Linked DNA regions of Mus musculus: region 2 is linked to region 1. Evidence: chromatin contacts called from public HiChIP or PLAC-seq data. All regions are on one chromosome and are shown on one strand. The core of a region is the stretch at or near the end of the contact, and the rest is flanking DNA. Distances in the headings are between cores, read along the strand shown.

The links. HiChIP or PLAC-seq counts read pairs in DNA pulled down with a chosen protein or histone mark.
Region 2: a contact with region 1 is called in an HNF4G HiChIP or PLAC-seq map of pancreatic cancer cells. The contact joins two enhancer-like sites. A contact is called at or near these places in 2 of 39 promoter capture datasets (hippocampal neurons and liver), 2 of 115 datasets of contacts at active chromatin or transcription factors (a colorectal cancer cell line and pancreatic cancer cells) and 1 of 9 other capture datasets (embryonic stem cells).

What each region holds. Positions count from the first base shown.
Region 1 is chr11:43,029,708-43,035,330 of GRCm38.p6, reverse strand. It overlaps a transcript of Atp10b not described here. Among named protein-coding and RNA genes, the nearest start is that of Atp10b, 120 kb to the left of the region's middle. Within about 2 kb of position 3,345, at least 10 of the 459 cell types and tissues checked have an H3K27ac peak or open chromatin away from gene starts, as enhancers often do. A contact at or near this core is called in pancreatic cancer cells, where this site is marked.
Region 2 is chr11:43,181,425-43,186,605 of GRCm38.p6, reverse strand. The region is part of intron 4 of Atp10b (ATPase, class V, type 10B); the gene reads right to left. Among named protein-coding and RNA genes, the nearest start is that of Atp10b, 34 kb to the right of the region's middle. Within about 2 kb of position 2,880, at least 50 of the 459 cell types and tissues checked have an H3K27ac peak or open chromatin away from gene starts, as enhancers often do. A contact at or near this core is called in pancreatic cancer cells, where this site is marked.

The DNA.
Region 1 (5,623 bases), core at 2,096-4,595:
CAGCACTAGGTAAGAATTCAACTTATAGGAATGATACACAGTGAGATTAATGTTTATTTACAAAGTCAGTTGTTATGGTGTACAGAGAGAACAAATGTGTTCACATATAAATACAGGGGACAAGGACACTGATTGACGTTCAATTTTATTATATCTTATTTTGTTTTTAGAATGTAGAGAATGATAAAACTTTTCTTCATTTTCTGACAAGGATCCAGAAAAGCTAGGGGCCCACTTCTAAGGGAAACATACCAGTGGTAGGACAAAGAATCCTAAACTCCTAGTACAGAGCACAGTTATGCTTGCTGTCCTTATACAAGGCATGGAAAAAGGACACAATCCTGTCAGAGAGTGTAAAGAGAAATAAGAGCCATTTGTACCAGTCTTCCATGGGCAGGAGATGCCGTTTCCAAGCTGAAGCAAGCCTGCCTCCATTTTCTAGCCCTTTCCTACAGAACCTTCATCAAGTACGCAGGGATAATATGGCGAATACCAAGATGCATCAGGAGACCTAAGAGAAAGTTATGCATGCTATGGGGCCCTCACCAAATGTTCAGTATCTCTCTGCTGAAAGCTGAGTAGCAGGATAACATGGGAGACTGATTTTCACATGGCCCCAGAGTATTTATGCCTTGGTGGCATATTTCTGTATAGTAAAGAAGAGAGAAAAATGTCTCTTACATTTTGGGAAGCTGGAGCCTGGGCTGTAGACTGCAGAGAAAGCTTGAGATAATTGCTATTCTCTGACACTGATGGAAACAAGGCTGACCTTGCCTTCAAATCTTTTGATGTAAGGGTCAAATTTATTAACCTGCTGCTGCAGCAAATCCTAAATAATCCATCTCAACTAAAGATTAGATGCTAAATCCACATACATTTCCAAATCAGTGGACTGAAGAGTAAGGAATACTCTCCTTTGACAGAGTCAATATTCCCTTAATTCTCGTGTGTGTGTGTGTGTGTGTATGTGTGTGTGTGTGCCATGCAATATATATTATGAGACAGAGAAACATGACTAAGAACCAGAGGGGGGAACCTCCATTTTGAATACTAGGAAGTGAAAAGTTAAAGGCATAGAAAAATCTACATAATGAAATAATTACAGAAAGTTTCTTCAATCTTGGGAAATCCTCCTTGTGCAGGAGCCTCAAATGACTCTAGAAAAACATGACCAGAAAAAAATCCTTACCTTAACACAATATTATTTATATGCCCAAATTCCAAGATAATTGCAAGGGAAAATATAAACTCACGGTGAGCCAAAGCACTAAAGGTAAGCCTATTGACTAACTGGAACAGTTGGTTTCCAGTCACCTGAGAGTAAAACAATGATAGACCAAAGAAAGGATTCTACCCAACACAGACAAGAGTTACTTACAGAAGGATGGGCTACACCACAGATGGCTTGAATAAGAATGGTCCCTATAGGCTCATCAATTTTAATGCTTAGTCTCTGGGGAGTAAAACTCTGAAAAATTGAAAAGATTGGGAAACATGGCCTTGTTGGAGGAAGTATGTCACCGGGGTGAGCCTTGAGGTTTCAAAAGCTCAAGCCAGGTAGCCTATGGTTCAGAAGGGAGCTCTCAGCTATTGCTCCAATGCTTGTCTGCATGTAGCTAGGCTCCCTGCCATGAAGATAATGGACTGAACTCTGAAACTGTAAGCAAGCTTCCAATTAAATGTTCTCTTTTAGAAGAGATGCCTTGGTCATGGTGTCTCTTCACAGAAATAGAACAGTGACTAAGACAAACTCCAAAGATTCTCCTTGCCAGCAATTGTTAACTGCTTATATATACTTGGAGAAGGGAGAGACTACATCTATCTTCTGAGCCCTCTAGCCTTTCCAGGTGGGAATATTAGTAGGGACAATATTGAGAGGATCTTGTGAGCATGACCGTTAAGTGCTCTGGTCCAACACAGATGACAACAATTATGTCCAACCCAAAGAAAACAGCCACAAGGAACAAGAATCTAAAACTTCCAGAAAACCTTAGAGAGGAAACACTTAAGACATTGACACATGCAAAAAAATTCTAAATAACTCTTTACAAAGAAACCACATAGTTAACAAGAGCAAACAGCTGGCAAGCAAGAATACAACTGTTGTAGTTTGCTCTCTGTGGCTGTGGTAAACACCATGACCAAAACAACCTGAGGAGGAACGGGGTTATATTTACAGGCTATGATCCATCATGAAAAAAAAAACAAACAAACAAACAAAAAAAAAACCAAGGCAAGGACTAAAGCACAAGCTTAAAATGGAAACTCTTTACTGGCTTACCCCTTTGGCTAGCTCAGCTACTACTTTTATCATTCATACTCATCTGCCCAGGGATGGAATTGCCCACATTAGCCCTTCTATGTCAATGCACTATTAAGAAAATGTTCCCTGTTAAGGTTTGGTATGTTGCCATGCATCACGATACTAAATACTGACCCCCAACATTAGGTCTCCCCCATGAGGAAAGCCTCAGGAGATTCTCATGTATACCAAATGATGCTATGTAACCTTGCTCTAGTTTTAAATGATTGGCTGAATAGAGATACCTACAGTCTATAGTTGGGTAGAAGAGAGGTAGGCAAAGCTTTGGTTGCCAGGCTTGGGGTCTGAGGCAGAGGCCATGAGGAAAAGAGAATGAGAGAAGGAGGAGGAAGAAGATGCCTTGGGGAAGGTGGATCTTGAAAGCATGGCCAGAAGGGCTGGCCAATTGGTATAGGAGCCGCCCAGGTAGAACATGGCAAGTGATATCTCACGGTTACTGACAGGGAAGTAAACAAAATAGTGCAGAGGTTTGAGGTCTGCCCAGCTCTAGTGCTTTTCAGCTTATTATAAAGATAAAAATTTTGTGTCTTTTATTTGGGAACTAAATGATCTAAGGTGGGGTAGAAACCACTGTTGTGGATGGGCCCGGTGCTGTTTGTATGTTAATTCTGCTCTCCTGGGAGGGGCTGTGGACAAGGAGTGAGTCATACTCAGGTGACTTCTTGTGAACCAATCCCCTAATGAATAAAAGAACCACTCACTGGGCGAGTTGGACAGAGAAAGAAGGGAACCAGGGGAGAGTTACGGCCCCTTTGGCACGGGGACAGCAAATGGTTAAGATGTAGCTGCTAGAGTTTCCTGCCATCATGGTGGATCTGCAAGGATTCATCACTGGAGAAATCAGATTTTAATAAGGCTTACAAGATTTGGTTTTAGTTGTTGCACCCAGAGATTGAGTTACCATTGTGTCTGAACTAAGGTTGTGTTGCGTTTTCCCTTACATGGTGACTTGCCTAACTTCAAGAGAGAAGAGTATGGTGATGGCAAAGAGTGGGTTTACCAGATGTGCACCACAAAGGCTGTGGGGGATTTGAAACACTGGATTGGCATGGTAACAGCCTGCCAGTGGGAACCTAGTGAGCTGGGTGGAGAGATTGTGGAGTTCTGAGTCAGAGTCTCCATCAGATAAAAACAGGTCTGCCATTGCCCGCCAGTGCATGGCCGGCCAGACTGCCAGGGCGGAGGCACAAGCGCTGGAATCTGCCAGTTCTTTCTTTCTTTTTTTTTTTTTTTTAACATTTCCTGCAATAAACCACTAATTAATTTTAACCACAAGAGCCCCCCGAACACAGTTACAAACCCATTTGATCTGGGAAGTTTTCCAGTTGAGGTTCTCTCTTCCCAGGTGACTCTAGGTTTGTGCCAGTTGATGCTAACTATGGTGCCATTCTAAAAAGCATTTGCATAGCAAAAGAAACCCAGAGTGAAGACCAATGTACTAAAAGGAAGAAATGATCTATCTGCCATTCATCAGACACCAAGGAAGCCCAAAACCTTTTAACATAAAAATAACAAGTAATTAAGTGAGAAAATAATCAGAATACATTGTCTCCAAAGAAAGAATGCAAATATTAAGGCATATTTAAAAACACTCAGTAGGTTTTGCAAACAGAGCAATGCAAATCAAAACCACAACACAGCATCTCATTCTGGTTAGAAAAGCTAATATAAAAATGATAAAAGGTAACAAATACTGAGAACATATATGGAGAAATAGGAATTCCCAAACACTGCCATAAGGAATGCAAAGTAGTATAGTCATTGTCAAGAACAGGAAGGTCATTCTTCAAGACACCGACAATAGGTCTGCTGCAGAATCCAGTTATCCTGTCTTTTGATGCATAGCCACATACGTTGGGCAAGTCAGCATACAAATGAGCTCCCTGCATGCACATGGTTCTTGTGGCATTATAGATAATAGTGAAGATATCAACCTAGCTTCCCACAAATAGATGAATGGGAAAAGAAAGGAGGCTATATACAGTAAAGTACTACTTAGCCTAAAGAAGAATGAAATTTTGTCTCCACCCACAGGCTTGAGTCTGGCCACCCTCTCTTCTCTGGAGTCATGGGTAAGGGTCAACTTAGGTCATACATAGACAGCAGTGTGAGGCTGAAGACATACCACAGCGCTTTCAATCAAAAAGTCCTTTTCCAAATTCTAATATTTGCCTAACAAAGCATGATCGTGTTGAGTGAGAAGCAAGAAGAATTCTGGGTGTGACTTAGGAGATTTGATGTCTATGTAGAGATTTTTCTTCCTGTGTTTGGAAGTAGGTCATGCACAGGTTTCTGTTACTTTGGGGGTAGGCAGATAAGATGTTTGGCTAAGCCATTCTGTTTTCCTAGAGATTGTTTGATTCTTAGCAGAAATAAGGCAAGATGAATTCAGGTCAAGGGCACAAGTTATGACAGAGAACATAAAGCTAACTTGTTTTCTAATTCTAATAATATTTGTTTTGTGGTAGATAAGTGTATAAAATACTTTTGATACTGAAAGTACAATCTTTAATTTGAAATGTAACAGCTTCAGTGATGAATATTAATTCTAGTTGTATATAAGTTCAATAAGTTTTATGTAGACCCTGGGTATGGATGATTTTGGTGTGTGGTATTTTTACTTGCAAGTTATTTTTATTTTTTAGTTGAAAATAGATTCTTCTCTCTTACAATATTTTTAATAATAAAGCTTATTAAAAATAAGGTCAATATGGAGATGAAAGATATAAAGAAAAATAAGAGAGAGAATTGTTTGTTTTCCTGAAGTTTCCCATGTTTTTATTATCTGTTCCTTAAACCTAATCCCGACTTGCTATCCTGAAGAAAGGAAATGCAGATCTCTTTTGGGAATGATTCTTGATTGGATCTCATACCCAAGTCATTGATTCATGACTTTTCAGTAAAAAACAACTAATTTCCTTAGAAACAATGGATCATTTCTCTAGTTTTCTAGCTTCCACAGATTCCTGATTGTGGTGGACTTGCTGCAATCAAGTGAAATATTTGTGGAATGCCTGACATGTGCTCACCAATTGACTGTTTACTGAGGAGGACAAAATGAGGTCACATGGTTGCTCCTGTTTCTCTCTACTCCTTTATATTTATATTTATATTTATATTTATATTTATATTTATATTTATATTTATATTTATATTTATATTTATATTTATATTTATATTTATATTTATATTTATATTTATATTTATATTTATATAGAGTGACCTTTGCAAAGATCTGGTCTCACAACAGTATCTACTCTCTTCCTTGCTAATTGAATAGCACCCTCTGAGGATCATTTG
Region 2 (5,181 bases), core at 1,631-4,130, 150 kb before region 1:
TTTTGATTAAGCCATGCGCTTTGGTCCTGACCCATACCACTCAGATCACTGCTGGGTTTCAGAAAGGAGTGGCAGCTAATAATCCTGCAGCAGCTCAGAGTCCCTGTTGCCCCTGAATCACGCCCTGTGGGGCTCCGGCCAAGGTCATGGTGAAGGTCGACTCTCTTGCCCTGTTCTTGCTCAGAGCAAACCTGCTGTGTCTTTTCTCTGACTCCTTCTTTCCAGGCACTGCCCATGGCTCTTCTGTCTTCATCTTGTGGAGGGCTGGTTTTTCCCTCTCTCGCTACCTTGGTTTCTTCTTGCACTCTCCAAAATAGATGCAGAAGACACAAGAGCCCTGCTTTTGCAAATGTTTATTATTATTTTTAAAGTATGTGTATGTGATACATACATGTGAGTGAAGATACCCTTAAGATATAAAAAAAAGAAAAGTGTTCTATCCCCTAGAGCTGGAGTTACATTCAGCTGTGATCATTCTGTTGTAGTTATGGAAACCAAACTTAAGTCCTCTGCAAGAGCGGTACACACTCTTTTAACCACTGAACTATCTTTCAAACCCCCAATACTGTGTCCTCTAAACATGACGACGTGGCCCTACTTCCCGTAAGGACAAGATGTGGTTCCTCCAGGGAAGCTTTTGTGACTGCCAAAGGATGTATGTAATTACCAGGCCATCTAACATCAACCAGGCTCAGCAAACTTTGATTCTCCTCCCAGGTAGGGCAGGGCTCATCTCACCACCCTCCAGATTATTCTATTTCATGGATAAACTTAATCTAAGCAGATTCTTGTTTTTAATTGTTCCCCCCTTCCCCCATAAGCTGCTGCTCTTTGACGAGAGTCCCACTGACTGCAACCAAAGCACAGGGAGAGATAACCCTCTTTCAGAGGAGGGTATATGTCTCTGCAGGGCTTTAGGGAAGGCCAGACTATTTTTCCCTGTGTCAGGCACATGCTAATAAGATCCCAATGTAAATTTAGGACGTGTGGGCAAGTGTATAGTTGAGAATAAACGGAACATCATCTCATAGTTGGCATGTAACAGATTTGCCTATGGGAAAATCTGTGGGGCATTTCTTGATTGATTTGGAAGGGCCCACAGTGGGTAGTGGCATCCCTGGGCTGGTGGTCCTAGGATATATAAGAAAGTAAAGCTAGCAAACCAGGAGGAGTAAGCTAGTGAACAGTACCCCTCCATAATCTCTCCTTCTATTCCTGCCTTGAGTTCTTGTCCTGACTTCCCTTTATCATGAATAAGCTGTAAAATGAAATAAACTCTTTTTGAACCCCAACGGCTTTTGGTCATGTCTTGACTATGGCAAGAATGCAAACTAGAACAGCTGACTCATAAAAACTGTCTTCAAAGTTGAGGTCTCATGCATTCATTCTTTTCTCTTTCATGATTTTGAGTATTTATTGGATATCAGGACATGGATCTTGGGGAAAGGGAAAGAGATTCAGAGAGGAGGAAGTGGGTATTGACACAACAATTACTATAGCGATAAACAACACCCAGTTCCCAGTCTTGCTCAGGTGTGTCCATTTGGTACCTTTGAAAGCAAAACAAAGTGGTCCAAAAGTCAGGGTGTCATAACTTCCCAGGCTGTGTTGTCTTACTTTTTGCTGACCTTTATCTCAGATACAGCAAGCTGGCCACTGTCAAGGCCACCAGGAAATGCAATCTAAAGCAATCTGGCTGGAGCATATTGTAACAGTGAGAACAGGTTAGGACAGGAAACCCCTTACGTGTTCTTCCAGTTTTACTTTTTTAAGTTTACTTACCATCATGTTATTTTCACAATGGATTATCAAGTCATTCAATTAAACTGGTTAACAAGTCCCTGCTTCACTTTTTGATATTTTAGTAGACCACTGCTCCATGTTTCCTTATCTCCTCTTCCATATTCTTTGCAAAACAAGCTCCTGTAGCCCCTTCATCCCTTGCTCACATCTTGACGTAAGTCAAGGCATCCTGCCTCTTATGCTGTCCCACTGTGGGACTGTGAGCTGAGTGCAATGACTCCAGGAAGGAAAATCACACAAGACCGTTAACTTATTATTCCTTTCAGTCCTTCACTGTCATCTTGGATTCCTAGTTGTGGTTTCTAAGTCCAAATCCTCAAGCTTTCTTTTCAACCACCGAGCCTTATTATATGTTCTTCCTTCCCTTCCTTTTCCTACCGCATTCTTATTACAATTCTCTTTTGTTCCAATTATCTAGAACCATCTCACAGAATTCTGTTACTTGTGAAGAAAAGAACACAATTCCCTGTAGTGGTCACTCCACTCCATGGCCACACAGCACACTTTCTTTCGTAACATAGATGTAGTGTTACTTTACAAATTTTGTGAGAATTTTATTTTTAATTATTTGTGCTCCAATCATTTATATTTTAAATGTTTACATTTGTTCTATGACCATTTTGTACACGTTTAATAATCCTGCTTATTGTTTCCTCTGCCCCTCATTTTACCTCACTCTCACCAGTGTGGCCCGCCTGACCTTCCTATACTCACACCCTTTTGTTTAGAGACTCCTGTTTTTAATCAAGACTGGTAGATGATTAATTCCCACAAAAGGTCACCAATTCCACAGTAGTTTTGCTAAATCTGTATTTTTCTTTGTTAATGAACACTGAAAGCATTACTACTTGTTTTGGAGTCACACAAGGTATAAAGCAGTGGTTCTCAAACTGTGGGTTGTGACCCCTTTGGGGGTTAACTGATGGGGGGGGGTCATTTATATCAGAATTCTTCCATATCAGATAGTTACATTATGATTCATAACAGTAGCAAAGTTACAGTTATGAAGTAGCAACAGAAATGTTTTTATGGTTGGAGGTTACCAAAACACGAGGAACTGTGTTAAAGGGTTGTAGCATTAGGAAGGTTGAGAAACACAGCTATAAAGTAACAGTGACTCACAGTCATATGGTCTTAGAGTACAGGATTCATGTTTCAAATCATTTTGAAACCCCTGTCAATCTAGAAATTCTGTGCTCATTGAAGGAAAGGAAACAGCCGGCCTTTCCTCTAACACAGAACACATGTATTCATCCAGATTTTACTAGGAGCCGAGGATGTCTGTTAAAGAGAAGAGTGGAGTCAGTTATCACTACGCTTGCTTACTGCTGAGTCCATTTTCTCATGGTGCTCAGGAGAGGGGGCCACCATGAAGATTCCTGGACCTGGATTAGCCCAACAAAGCAAGGGTAGGGATACCTCTCCTAATCTGATCAATGGGCCATGCCATAAAGGAGTTAAAAGGCTGGCAGAACACCATGCCAACTAAAAAAGCAGTGAGGAGGAATACTGTAGAATTGGGGAATTCCTCTTCACTCACTCTTTTAAAGAAAAAAAAAGTGTTTCACTAGGGTATCTAAATCGTGATAGCAAATGTTCACCATACATCATCTGCTGGGATAAATCATTGTTTCCTTCCTGGAATGCAAATGAAGGAAGCCCTAATTTCTGCAAACCCTATCTGAAACTACTAACAATTACTGGCACTTGGCAAACTTTCTAGTTCCTGGTTGGTGATTGTCCTTTTCAAGATAACCACTGGGTGTGATGAGTAATCCCTTCCATCTGTCTCTGGAGGAGGGGCTAGTCTACATTCCCAGTCATCTGGACAGTCTTCCTGCCACAGCTACTGGCATACAAGAACATGGCTTGGGCTGGAAGGCCATCTGAACGGGACCTTAATGCTTCCTTGTAGGTTGAGTTTCCTTTTTCCAAGTAGATGGATATTATGGTTTTTTTGTTTTGTTTTGTTTTTTGTTTTAATTCAAGACTAATAAATCTTAAGGTCTTGCTGTGACATATTCCTTATAATGTCTGGGTTTGACATTCCAACAAAATATCAGAAAAAGAATGATTTTGTCCCCGGATCATTTCCAAAAGAAATATTAGTAGAGTTGTTTACCAAGGACTGTGTCATGCAGTCATTAATTTCTGATTAGAACTCATTGGCTTAGTCTATTCCCTGGCCTGTGTTTATTTTGTCTTCGACCCCAGGAATATGTCATTGCATTACTTCACAGAGAAGGCCTGTCATCTACACTCAGTGAAAAAATAAATAAGTGACATGAGGCATAAACTCTGGACAACTGCCATAGGAGGGGCAGTGATGTCTTAAGGGAGTATTCACTGTAAAGACAAACCTTCTCTGTATAAAACTGTCTTGTTAGAGATAACAAAAACACGGGAAAACAATGGGAAAACCCAATGTTTTTGGCAAAAGAGGCCGTAAAAAGCAGAGTATAAATTTCAACTCGAGAAGCTATATTGAGCTGTTCACAGAAGATACAATCATAACGTGTCACCTCTGCCAATAAATAATGGCAATGAAAATCCAAGCCAGGCATTAACAACTAGACATTCTATAGCATTGGATGAGAAAGTGAATTGATTAACTGGAAGATGGGGTGAAGAAGAATGAGAAGTAGCAACATCTACAGAAGCCCAGAGAAGAGTAAGAACCTGCTATTCGATCCACAATATTGGGAAGGCAGAGGAACTAAGACAGGAAGCAGGTTTCGGGGAAGAAAGACTAGCATGGGGGAAGGGATATAGGAGAGAGTTAGAGGACATCCAGACCCTGCCCTATATAGTATACAACCATGGTCATATGTAATGTAGGATTTTACAGTCTGAGTCTGTAATGGATATCCATTGCTTTGTTGCTCAAAACCCTTTTTCTCCACAGATCAGTCCTCCTTATGACTTTCAGACGGAGGATGCAGTTCAGAGAACCCTGACACTCTGGCCATAGTTAATTGGTCCAGGAATGGGTATATGATACCTAACCTGGGACAATCAGTCTCTTTCCCTGGGATGCTTTCCTGACATACGTATCAAAAAGACTGATTACTCCTCTCTAGGAATTAAATGGGAGCTGGGCCCAAAGTGGAGCTTATCCTGATGGATTCTCACTTCCTGGCACCACAAGGCCTAAGGCGCACTCACCTTGTATTTTTCCAACAATTTTCATTTTGGGCAAGGTATTTTTAGTCAGCATTTTGCCATATGCAACCAAGGTATTGTGTGTGTGTGTGTTTGTATGCATATGTGTGTTTTGTCTTGTACAGGGCAGAAGTTGGGACAGCTGTCTTTCATTTCTCTTCACAAAATGATTTGAGTCACTGTCCTTTACTAAAGCTAGAGCTTATTGATTAGATT